Linked DNA regions of Mus musculus: region 1 is linked to region 2. Evidence: chromatin contacts called from public promoter capture Hi-C data. All regions are on one chromosome and are shown on one strand. The core of a region is the stretch at or near the end of the contact, and the rest is flanking DNA. Distances in the headings are between cores, read along the strand shown. Region 1 holds the start of Cbln4 (cerebellin 4 precursor protein). Region 2 holds the start of 4930529I22Rik (RIKEN cDNA 4930529I22 gene).

Region 1 (5,506 bases), core at 1,110-3,609, 2.6 Mb after region 2:
TGGAACCAAAATGCAGGAGTCAGGGCTTTGCTAAGCTGAATCCCAGGGATTGCTCGTCACTCCTGTCTACAGAGCCCTGAGCAGCTGGGCAGAAGCTGCAGCTTTCATCAGTTTCAGCCCCATCCCCTGGCTGCTACCTCAAAATCTGTGCTTTCTCAGCAAATTACAATGCCCTGGGGGAACCAGAAAGGGAAACCCAGCCCCCAGCGCTTACCTGCCCAAGCTCTATGCAATTACTCCATCCTTTTTCCTCCTGCCTGGGCAACTTTTCTGAGTGGAGCAATAGTGAGAAAGGCTTTTGATCTCTACCAGGCAGGGTGGTGTTAATCCAGCTACCCTGGACCCTGCGGAGTCACCCTAGCTAGAGATCTGGAGATGGTCTCTGACCCCCCCCCCCCCAGAACCACACCCCTAATCATCTGTGTCTACTTGGAAGGGTCCCTGCACCTTGTGGAACCCCAGAGCCTTGTGGAGAGATGAGCCTCCACCTGGAAACACAAGTCAAACAATTCAGACTGTCTAATAGGGCCCCCTCAGAAACGCCTCCAGGGCACCTGCTGATAAGTCTGAGCCAGAGGCCCAACTTCTCTACCAATAGATCTCAGCATCCAGGGACAGTATTCCCTTCAGCCCCTGATGACCTGTTGCTGTTAAACTTGTCGTATCTCCAGGTGCTTTCCTCTGCGCTCCCAAGCCACCCACCGCGCAGGCCTGTGCCAAAGACTACGGGACTGAATGGAGGCTGTGGTTGCTGGGGAAGGGAGGCAGCTCTGAGTTTCAAACTGATACCGTCAGTTGATAAAACGATCTCGCCACATCCTATTCATATTAGCTGAATCTGGGCATGCAGCCCCCGATACCCAGAGACCACCCATCCCCATATGCGCTCTGCATCCCTCGGGAGTCTGACCTGATCAAAGTAAATGATGCGAGTCTTGTTGCTCATCTCAGATGGCTCGTGGTTGGTGCTCCGAACCGCCGAAAAAGCCACCTTGGAGTTTGCTGCCCGGACCGATATCCCCAGAGGGGAAGATGATGATCCCTTGGAGTCTGTAGCTGGGTTCGAGTCGCACACCACCAGACACTTGCCCTCCAGAACGATCGGTTCCGTGTCATTCTGTGCCCAGACAGGCAGCACTAGAATCAGCAGAACGGCTGGTACCACGGACAGCGCCCGGCGCGCGGAGCCCATGGTGAGCCGCGTGCGCAAGCGGCAGCCTGGCGCTTCTGCTCCCAGGCGGCGCCTGCTACCCCGGGATCCGGGAGCTCGGGAAGACGCCAGTGGCTAGATCGACAGCGCTGCAGGAACAGCGGCGGCGGCGGCAGCAGCGGCGCGCGCACTTCCACCAATTCTCAGGACTGAAGTCTCCCTTCGAACTGGCTGGCTGGCTCTGTTACCTTTGTCCTTTAAGGAGCTCATGCAGAACTCCTACCCTAACTCCTCCACCCCCAAATCAGTTTTGCCTGGGGCCACGGCACCCACACTTGTCCCTTGACATCTAAAAAGTCTCCAGACCCTCTCAGTCACACCTCAAAAGAACAAAATAAATTCTCACCCCGAACCCAAGCACTCCTGGTGAAGCACAGAGCTGAAGACACAGAGGGGACTCCGCGAGTAAACGCTAGCAAAGGTGGCTAGTGCCGAGCGGTGCGGGTGTCGGTCCTGTCCGAGGGACTCTGGTTGGCGCAGGAACAAATTACAGAGGCAGGAGGTGTTTCCGGGGATGAGAAGAATGCCAGGTTATGTCCATGGCTAGGATGCTAGCGACTTCCACTTGCGCTTGGTCAAAAATTCCCCCAAAGCCCGGTGTCACTCCGACGCAGGTAGGCGGCAGCTGAGTGCCCGTCGCCAAAAGCAGTTCTAAGGTGCAGGGCGCCTACTGCCCTGGGTTCCCGCGTCCCTGCGCACAACTTTGTGTCTCAGCGTGCAGTGCAGCCGGAGGGACAGCGCCGAGAGGGCACCCGCGCGCTATTTATAGGAGTGCTGCCTGCAGATGGCTTTGGCTCGCCCGCTCATCCCGTGGATCCCCGGAAAGCAGAAAAGGCGTCCGTTGACCCCAGCGGAGCAGCGCCTGTGTGACGTTGAACGCACCCGGACAGAGCGGGACGCACGGCGCTGCCGGCTGCCAAGGTCTGAGGTCACTTGATCCCCCCGAAATCGCACTTTGTGTACCCAGAGGATGATGCTCACCTGCCTGCACCTGCCAGGGGTCCGCGGCTGCTCGCCGCCAGCTCCACCTGGACCCGCAGAGGGAGTTGTGGGTCCCCTCACCCTGCCCTGCGCAAGACTCTCTGAACCGAACGTGGCGCTGCCAGCTCAGATGTGGAGATGGAAGGACCTCGGCGAATCTGCGCGGTTTGCTATCTGACGCTAAGAGGACCAGCCAGTGTCCCCCAACTGCGCCTGGTCAGGAGCTTGTCCCACGTAACCCTCGAGCCTGGAGAGCCCAGAAAAGCCCGGGGGCAGTTCTGTGCCCTGGGCGGGGCGGGTGTGGAGGAGGCGCCTGTTTTTTTTTCTTCTGCTCAAGAGGATGAGCCTCGGAACCCACTGGGGCTCGCCTTCTCACGCTGTGCAGCCATCCCAATCAGGGGCAGGAACAATCATAGTGAACAGTATCCCTTAAATGTAACAATTAAAATGCACACCCCGAGAGTACTGCACCCTCTCCCTCTTTGATGTTCCTCCCCTGTGCACTCCACTGCCATCTTGGCCTCTGACTGGCAACTTATTTTCCTTTTCGGAAGCCACGGAAGGGAAGCGGGGAAGCAGAGCTTGGCTTTGGAGTTGGCTGCATGAACCTGACCAAGACCTTAATGAGTGGCCAATACTACCCAAACTAAGGGCCCCGGCTTTCTGGTTCAGTATTCTTTGGGGTCAGGACACTCCCAAATTCCTTGTTGACTTCTCTTGACTTCAGCTGCAGGAGAACAGTGCAGCTATTCTCTAATCAAAACAACGTCCCTGTGGAAGCCACCAGCCACTCAGACCTCCTGATTAGTACGTACTGGTTGCAAATTGTTTAGAGGTTGAGTCATGTCCTTGGGTCAGATTAAGCTTCCCAGATGGTCCTGTGCGTTCTTGGAATGGCGTTCGAGCTCTTCCTCTGCAGAATCCAGACAGACCTACATCTTTAGTCTGATCTCCTAAGGTTCTCCAAGGGAATGTGTGCCGCAAGCTCATGCTGAAATTCCAAGTATTAAGATACAAGATGCCCCTAGGGTTGATCCTTAGCCCCAACTTCTTATAGTGATATAAAGATGTGCTGTCTGGAAACACAGTTGAGGGAGGTAGTCAGTGCAGCTTGTGAGTTGCTGGGGCTCTGGGGCTATGCTATTTGTAACAATGTTGCATATCTTTCATCGAAGCTCTAAAAAAAAAACAGAAAAGCTTGCCAGGCCTTTAGGAGAGTGCCACCTTGACACCACCGTAAACTTCATATAGTTTCTCATCTGACCTTTTCTGATGTCCTTATTCAAACACTGATCACTAGTCATTGCAGTGCCTGTGGCACTTCCGTGGTGTGTGTGGGTGTGGGTGTGTATACATATGTGTGCATGTGTGTGCAAATGTATGTGTATGTGTGTGTAAATGTATATGCACATATGTATGTGTGTATGTATGTGTACATGTATATGTCTATGCATGTTCTATTGTGTGTGCATGCATGTGTGTGCATGTGTGTATGTGTACATGTATATGTCTATGGATGTTCTATTGTGTGTGTGTGCATGCATGTGTGTGCATGTGTGTATGTGTGTGCATGTGTGTATGTGTACATGTATATGTCTATGCATGTTCTATTGTGTGTGTGCATGCATGTGTGTGCATGTGTGTATGTGTGTGCATGTATGTGTATATATGTGTGCATGTGTGTACATGTGAATGTCTGTGCATGTTCCATTGTGTGTGTACATGCATGTGTGTGCATATGTGTATGTGTGGGCATGTGTGTGTGCATGTTGTGTGTGTGTCCACTCGTGTATGTGCACGTGGTCCTGCTCTATTGCCTATTGTTTTACACCTTACTCCCTTGGGACAGGGTCTCTCACTGACCTTGGAGCTGGCTCTCCGTCAGCCAGCCTCAGCAAGCCTCCTGTCTCCCCCTTCTCTGGTGCTGGTGTCATAAGCACGTGCATCCACACTTGGCTTTTCATGTGAGTTCTGGGAATTTGCTAGACCCTCGTGCTTGCAGAGCAAGAGCTTTTATTGGCTGAGCCATCTCCCTGGCTCCAGGGCTGGGTTTGAGACCAGACACTAGAAGAAATTTGGTTCGACTTTTTCTCTTGTAAGGGTAAGAGTGCCTCCTCTGGCCAAGATGAAGAATCCAAGCTAAGCCTTGGGGTTTTGTTTGTTTGTTTTTCAACTGGGAGAAGTTTGAGAAAGAACTCAATTGACAGAGCTGTTAAATAGATAACCTTTATTCTCCTCACAAGCCCCGATATATTCTCTCTGTATTCTTTTCTTCTCTTAGGATTTATTTTCCAAAGAAGCTCTTAGCTAAATACATTTCTTTCTTCTGTCACCGACGGAGTATTTTTGTAGGCCTCAAATCCAGCAGGGGGACTGCATTACAGACCCAGGGGCTAAATGAACAGCGACTGAACACTTCTAAATAGACTGCATCGTATCAGCCATTTGTCCTCTAGTACAAGCTAATTGGAGCGAAACTTCTTCCATGAAACACAAATCCAAAGCTTCAGTCATCTGGGTGAAAGTCTTGGTTCCTTGTTAAAAGAAGTCTTGCTATTCAAGGTGACCTGTAGGTGTGGGATGGGGCATTTCCTGCAGTCACCTGCTAGGAAAAGTTATATGACATTGTGAGCCAATCAGTTATACCTTTCTCCCCTACGGAAGACAGAACTGAGAGAGCTTCAAGGCTGTGGCACTGGCAATCCCTTAAATACCAGAAGTCCATTGGGTATCAGACCTAGACAGACCGCTGAGAGGAGGCTCCCAGACTGTCTTTGTCTGGGCTTGGACCTCAAGGCTGAGACAGCTGTGGGGAAGCACTGTATGCTACAGCCGCAAGGTCAGTACACTCCTCAGCTGTCGCTGTCACGTGGGAGGTGTGCCGAAGCTGCAGCAGAGTTCATTGTTATGGCAGGAGGCTTCCATGCTGGTGACTAAAGCCAAGCCTGGAGGCTGGGGAGTTTTCCAGTTCCTCACTTCTGTCAGGCGAGGTCAGCAGCCCTCTGACCTTGGACTTCCTGAGGCTGTCCTGTTATCCTGCTTCTTGTCACGGTGCATCCTTGCTGAAACCACTGTTGTTAACTCAAACCACAAAAGGCTGGGGGAGAAGGAACTGCCAACTGGGAAATGTCAAATATGCAACACTTGGCTCCTGCCAAGAGATACTAGAAAAGTCCTCTGCCTGGGGCAGGTTTCCTGAATAAGTCTCCTCAGCCCTAGCGCTAACACCTACCTCACCTCCAGCTGCTTCAGGAGAAAGGAATTAAAACCAAGCCCAAGTTGCTTTCCAGATGCTGTCCGAATCTGCCTCCTTTT
Region 2 (5,475 bases), core at 2,062-4,561:
CCCAGCACACCATAGAGTTTGGCTGAGAGGAGATAGTCCTAGTTCTAAGCCAGGGATAGTTGAAGGAAATTTGTGAAGAAAGGATGCTATTAGAGAGATTTGAAACCCGCCTCTACTGTGCTTGACTCGCATGGGAATGGGAGGTTTGGACCAATGCTGCAACCTCCACAGCTTTAGATCTGATCTCATCTGCCTTGAGGCTGTAATACATACAATCCCATCAGGCTTTTCTACGTGGCTTCTGGGGAACAAATTCAGGCCCTCATGCTTACACGGGAAGCACGTTAGTGACTGTGCCACCTTCCTGGCCCTAGATGGTGATCCTTTTCTTTCCTGTCACCTCTTAGCAGAGTTGAGGTAGGGGGTCTTCATTCCGCTCTCTGAAATGTGACTCTGAATGAGGTTCGCATGACAGGTTCGCCCTGGCCCTGTGATTGCTTGAGACGTGAACTGCTGACTGACTGTTTAGAATGTCTCTGACACTGAAGACATGGTATCTTCTTCCCCTGGTGTCGACGAGCTTCACTGGTGATCTTTTCAGAGAGGAGTGTGATGGTCAGAATTAATTATCAACATGACAGAATCTGGAGTCACCTTGGAGACAGTGCTCTAAGCATGCCTACTCCAGATTATCTATGTATTCGTTGATTTGGGAAAACTCTTTTTAACTGTGGTCAGGACTCTTCCCTGGGAAGGAATTTCTCAACTGCATAGTGTAGAGAGAGTGACCTAAGAACCACTATGTAAGCGTTCATTGCTCTTTGCTTCCTGGTTGCGGACACTCTGTGACCAGATGCTTCAAGCTCTTACTGCCTTGAGTTCATCATCACCAGGACAGATAAGACTCCCGAACTGTGAGCTAAAATACATCCTTTCTCTACAAAGTTGCTTTTGCCAAAGTACTTTATCACATCAATAGGAAAAGACACAGAAACAACGGGCGGGGATTCGTTCTCCTGTCACGTTAAAGGACACGAGAGTGACCAGATACTGCAGGCAATGGGAGCCTCTCAAGATGTCCTCCAAGGCATGAAGACAATTGAGATCTTGGAGCAAATGTACACGGGGGAAGTTCCCATCAGTCTGAGACAAGAATGTGGGGGAGAAAATGGCACAGGTAATTAGCAGATCATAGTGTAACTTCTGGTTAAAGTTTTAAGATCTAGGGTTTTGTTCCTATTTCTCTGGCTGTTTGGTAATTGTACTGGCTAGTGTATCAACTTGGCACAGCTGGAGTTATCACAGAGAAAGGAGCTTCAGTTGAGGAAATGCCTCCATGAGATCCAGCTGTAAGGCATTTTCTCAATTAGTGATCAAGGGGGAAAGGCCCCTTGTGGGTGGTGCCATCTCTGGGCTGGTAGTCTTGGGTTCTATAAGAGCAGGCTGAGCAAGCCAGGTGAGGCAAGCCAGTAAAGAACATCCCTCCATGGCCTCTGAATCAGCTCTTGCTTCCTGACCTGCTTGAGTTCCAGTCCTGACTTCTTTGGTGATGAACAGCAGTATGGAAGTGTAAGCCGAATAAACCCTTTCCTTCCCAACTTGCTTCTTGGTCATGATGTTTGTGCAGGAATAGAAACCCTGACTAAGACAGTACTCTTTTTGCATATATAAGAGAATAATACATATTCTTGCAAAGACATTTTGCCTGATCATTGCTTAGGTATCTTAGAGAGAGCCATTCCCATCAAAGTGGTTTAAAATATGTTCACAACGTGTATAGCCTTGTTCTTTCATGTTCAGTATACCTTTGCCATGATATTCCAGTATGAGATAGGTAGGTGTCTTCCCCCACCCCTGCTTGATTGACAACTGGGAGATAAAAAGCAAATAAGACCATGAGGTCTTGAAAAGCCTGGGAACACAAGGGGTGATGCTGGGCAGTTCCTCTGGGTGTTCCCCTCCTCTCACCTGCGCCATCTTTGCTCCGCCCCTATGCATGATAGACATTTTCTACTCTGCATTTAGAATATTAAAGACACAGAGCTCCTCCCTTTGCCATCTCTCAGTCTGGTAAAAGCTTCCTGCTGTCAGTTTTCTCCAAGCACTCAACAGTCCCTAGTCCTTGAAGGACATCTTGATGCTGTCCCAGCCGCTCGCTGGATTACCTGGTCCTTACATGCAGGAGATGTAGAAGTCTGAAAAGAGACAGTATGGAGAGCAACATAGAGCTGACACTTGGGCCATGTTGTCTGTGTGTGTGTGTGTGCGTGTGTGTGGTGTGAAAAAAGCCAGATGTCACCTCCAGTATTATTCTTCATGCTAACCACTATTTTATGAGACAGAGTTTCTCACTGGGACCTGGGTCTCCCTGGGTAGGACAGACTGACTGACCAGTGAGTCTCAGGGATCAGAGGTCTCTGATTCTACAGTGTTGGGTTAGACCCAGCTTATCTCCATGGCTTTTGGGAATTGAACATGGGTTCTATTGCTTGTGAGGAAGCCCTTTTATCCGCTGCATTAGTTCTGCAGCTTCGTGATCTTTGAGTTTAATGTGATACTTGTTTGCTGTTGATTTAGGCAACTCTAAGGCACAGGACCAGAGCTCAGTGTCTCCACCCCGTAGGTCACGTTTTCAAAGCCGTCACCTTATACATCGATTATACAGATACTGCATTTGATAATACTGCACAAGAGCACAGCCTCTCTGCTCTCCTGGAGCCTCGCACCTTGGTGGGGATGTCTACAAAACCCGATCAAGAATAGACAAGGAGATATTGTGAATTGTGGTCATGGCCCTGGAAGAGGTGAACAGGATGCTGAGAAAACTTGGGGACAGAACAGGAGGCAGAGATGGTTAGAGATGCTGGGTAGTGGAGTTAGACTCTCCATAGGCAAAGAAATGCATTGCAGAAATCCAAAGACCATGTGAAATACAACTACTCAAGTGACAGCCAGAGAAAGCTATAGTCCCCAAACATTTATGTCACAGCAGGCACAGCTGTGACTTGCTTAAAGACAGCAGCAAGAAGACTGAAAACATCCCAGGGGCTTCATGGTGCCAGCGTGTGTGTGTGTGTGTGTGTGTGTGTGTGTGTGTGTGTTCATGCATGTGTTCACACATGTATAGATGTGTGTATGCACGTGTGTACATGTGTTCATGTATGTGTGCATACATGTATAGATGTGTGACTGTGAGTGTATGCATGCACTCGTGTATGCACACACACACACACACACACACACACACACACACACACACACACACGTGCACAGAGGCAGTTTTGTTTTTCCCAGGTCCTCATTCTCCTAATGTCTTCACACAGCTGTCTCACCTGAATGCCATTCGCTAAATGAGGCAGCAGCTTTGGATTCAGGGAAACAAAGGGGATGGTTGTCATAGTAACAGAGGCCACCAGGAACCATGGCAAGCCCCTCCTCCTCCTGTTCTCCTGAATCCCTCTCTCTGGGGAAGGCTCAGAGAGATTCCCTCAGCCACAGGAAGATCCTGCCAGTGGTCCTGCCCTGTGCGGGGCACTTCTCATGCTTTGGGCTCCTTTACCAACCTTCCTATAGCTCAGGAAAGCTACTCCATTCTTGGTTACTAAGGACAGAAGACAGCCATGAGACAGGTTCACAGCTCCAGACCAGACACTCCTTTGGAAATATTTTGCCTTTCTTCCTTGCCTGTTCCTGCCCTGACAATCTCTGGAATATAAAATATACATCAGGATATATTTGAGACACGGTGCCTGACTCTGTTTACCAGGCAAATTTGTAGTGTTCGTTGCCTGCTGTCATAGGAACCCGAAATTCTACCCCTGAGTGTTCACTCTACCCTCTCTTAGGAAGAGTGATTTTTTTTTGAAATATTCATCATGTTCCGATCAATTTGAACAGATCAGGGTATCTGTAAAAAGATAATGCTTGACAGCAAATGAATTGAAGCTCTTTTAATTGGAATGAAGTTCCCTTGTGAGAATTTAATTTTTTTATTGACATTTCCAGGAATCCATCCCAGATAATTCGAGACTTCCTTATGAAATGACAGCCTGTCCTATCTTCTCAGACTTAGAAACGATTCCTATTTTGGGGTGATATGAAAGTCGTTCTTAACTTACACTGTTCCAGCCATCTTGAATGCTGTTCTGGAGTTCCACTTTTCTCTGGCCCGTTGTTTCTTATATTGCCAATCCTGTTTGGGACAGAAGAAAGAGGTTTCAGTTGGGAAAAGATTCTGGAGTCCTTGGAACTGGGTTCTGATGCAAGCCATGCCCGCTCCTGTTTCTCACTGACTGGGGTTGCATCTTAGTCCGCTAGGGCCCTTAATGAGTTTTGGTGGCCTCATCTGTAAATGGAGACAGTATCTATTTCTCACAATTATGGTGGTGATTGAGTCAGGGAATCCAAAGAGCATACCTCTGACCAGGCATTACCCATCACGCAATGATGATGGGCGGGAGCCCATCTTACCTGCCCCACAGGGTTAAAGGCTCCTGAGGGGCAGGGGTCACTAACTTCATTCTTTTTCCCCACTCCTGAGCACATGGCAACACCAGACACAGCTAACATTAAAAAGAATCTTCCATAAAATTACACTAGCTTCATTAGTTCAAGTGATTTCTTTCTTCTTCCGTTGAGAGAAGAAAGGAGGGAAAAGAAAGGTGGGTAATTAAATCTTAGGATGCTCTAAGCTAAGGATGCTGGGTCCACTGCAACTTGAAACTTGAAGATTCCAGGTTGATGTGATGGCTCGTCAGGCGAAAGGTCTTGCCACAGGAGCCTGTGCACTCGAGCCCACCCCTGCAATGGGATCCAAAGGGCCATCCTCTGACCTCCCCAGGCTGTCGTGCTACACACATGCTATAATAACCAAAGCAAGGAGACCTTGGGGGTTCTGATGGGTTTTTAAGACATGGTTCAATAATTTGGTGTATGGAAGCGAAGCTCCACCCTCCCTCTGAGCTCCCCTTAAGAAGATGCTGTACACCTCCCACTCCCACCAGCACTGGGGCTGGGAACATGAGCACTTTCTGTGCCGCACCCATCTCTCTTCAGGCCCCCTCTCACTCCTACCTTGCTCCGAAGCTGAAGGGCTGGTTCCCTAGCGCGTTCCTCACTGTGGGTGCATAGGGAAACAAATGTGTCTATGAGCAATTTGAGAATTTGTAGATGTGATCCACTTCCTGTCTGCTCTCTGCTTCCTGTCTGCTCTCTGTTTCCTGTCTGTCTGCTCTCTGCTTCCTCTCTGTCTGCTCTCTATTTCCTGTCTGTCTGCTCTCTGCTTCCTGTCTGCTCTCTGTTTCCTATCTGTCTGCTCTCTGCTTCCTATCTGCTCTCTGTTTCCTGTCTGTCTGCTCTCTGCTTCCTGACCGTATGGGATTCCTTCACCACCAAGGTAAGCTATAGTCCCTCAGATTGCGAGGCACTGCACACTTCCCCTCCTTTAAGATGCTTCATGTCAGAGTGTTGGTCACAGTCATGAATACAAAGCAACTAACGTAGAGCTATTGAGGAATCCTCACTAGAGCACCCCTC

Evidence for each region. Promoter capture Hi-C pulls out the DNA fragments that hold promoters and counts their contacts.
Region 1: a contact with region 2 is called in a promoter capture Hi-C map of hippocampal neurons, with 5 times the contacts expected there. The contact joins the promoter of Cbln4 here to the promoter of 4930529I22Rik in region 2. A contact is called at or near these places in 2 of 39 promoter capture datasets (the 3T3-L1 cell line and hippocampal neurons).

What each region holds. Positions count from the first base shown.
Region 1 is chr2:172,041,107-172,046,612 of GRCm38.p6, forward strand. It overlaps Cbln4 (cerebellin 4 precursor protein), which reads right to left and starts at 2,360. Exons shown (of 3, transcript NM_175631.3): 1 at 911-2,360. The coding sequence starts at 1,192.
Region 2 is chr2:169,402,145-169,407,619 of GRCm38.p6, forward strand. It overlaps 4930529I22Rik (RIKEN cDNA 4930529I22 gene), which reads right to left and starts at 3,312. Exons shown (of 3, transcript NR_166086.1): 1 at 3,273-3,312.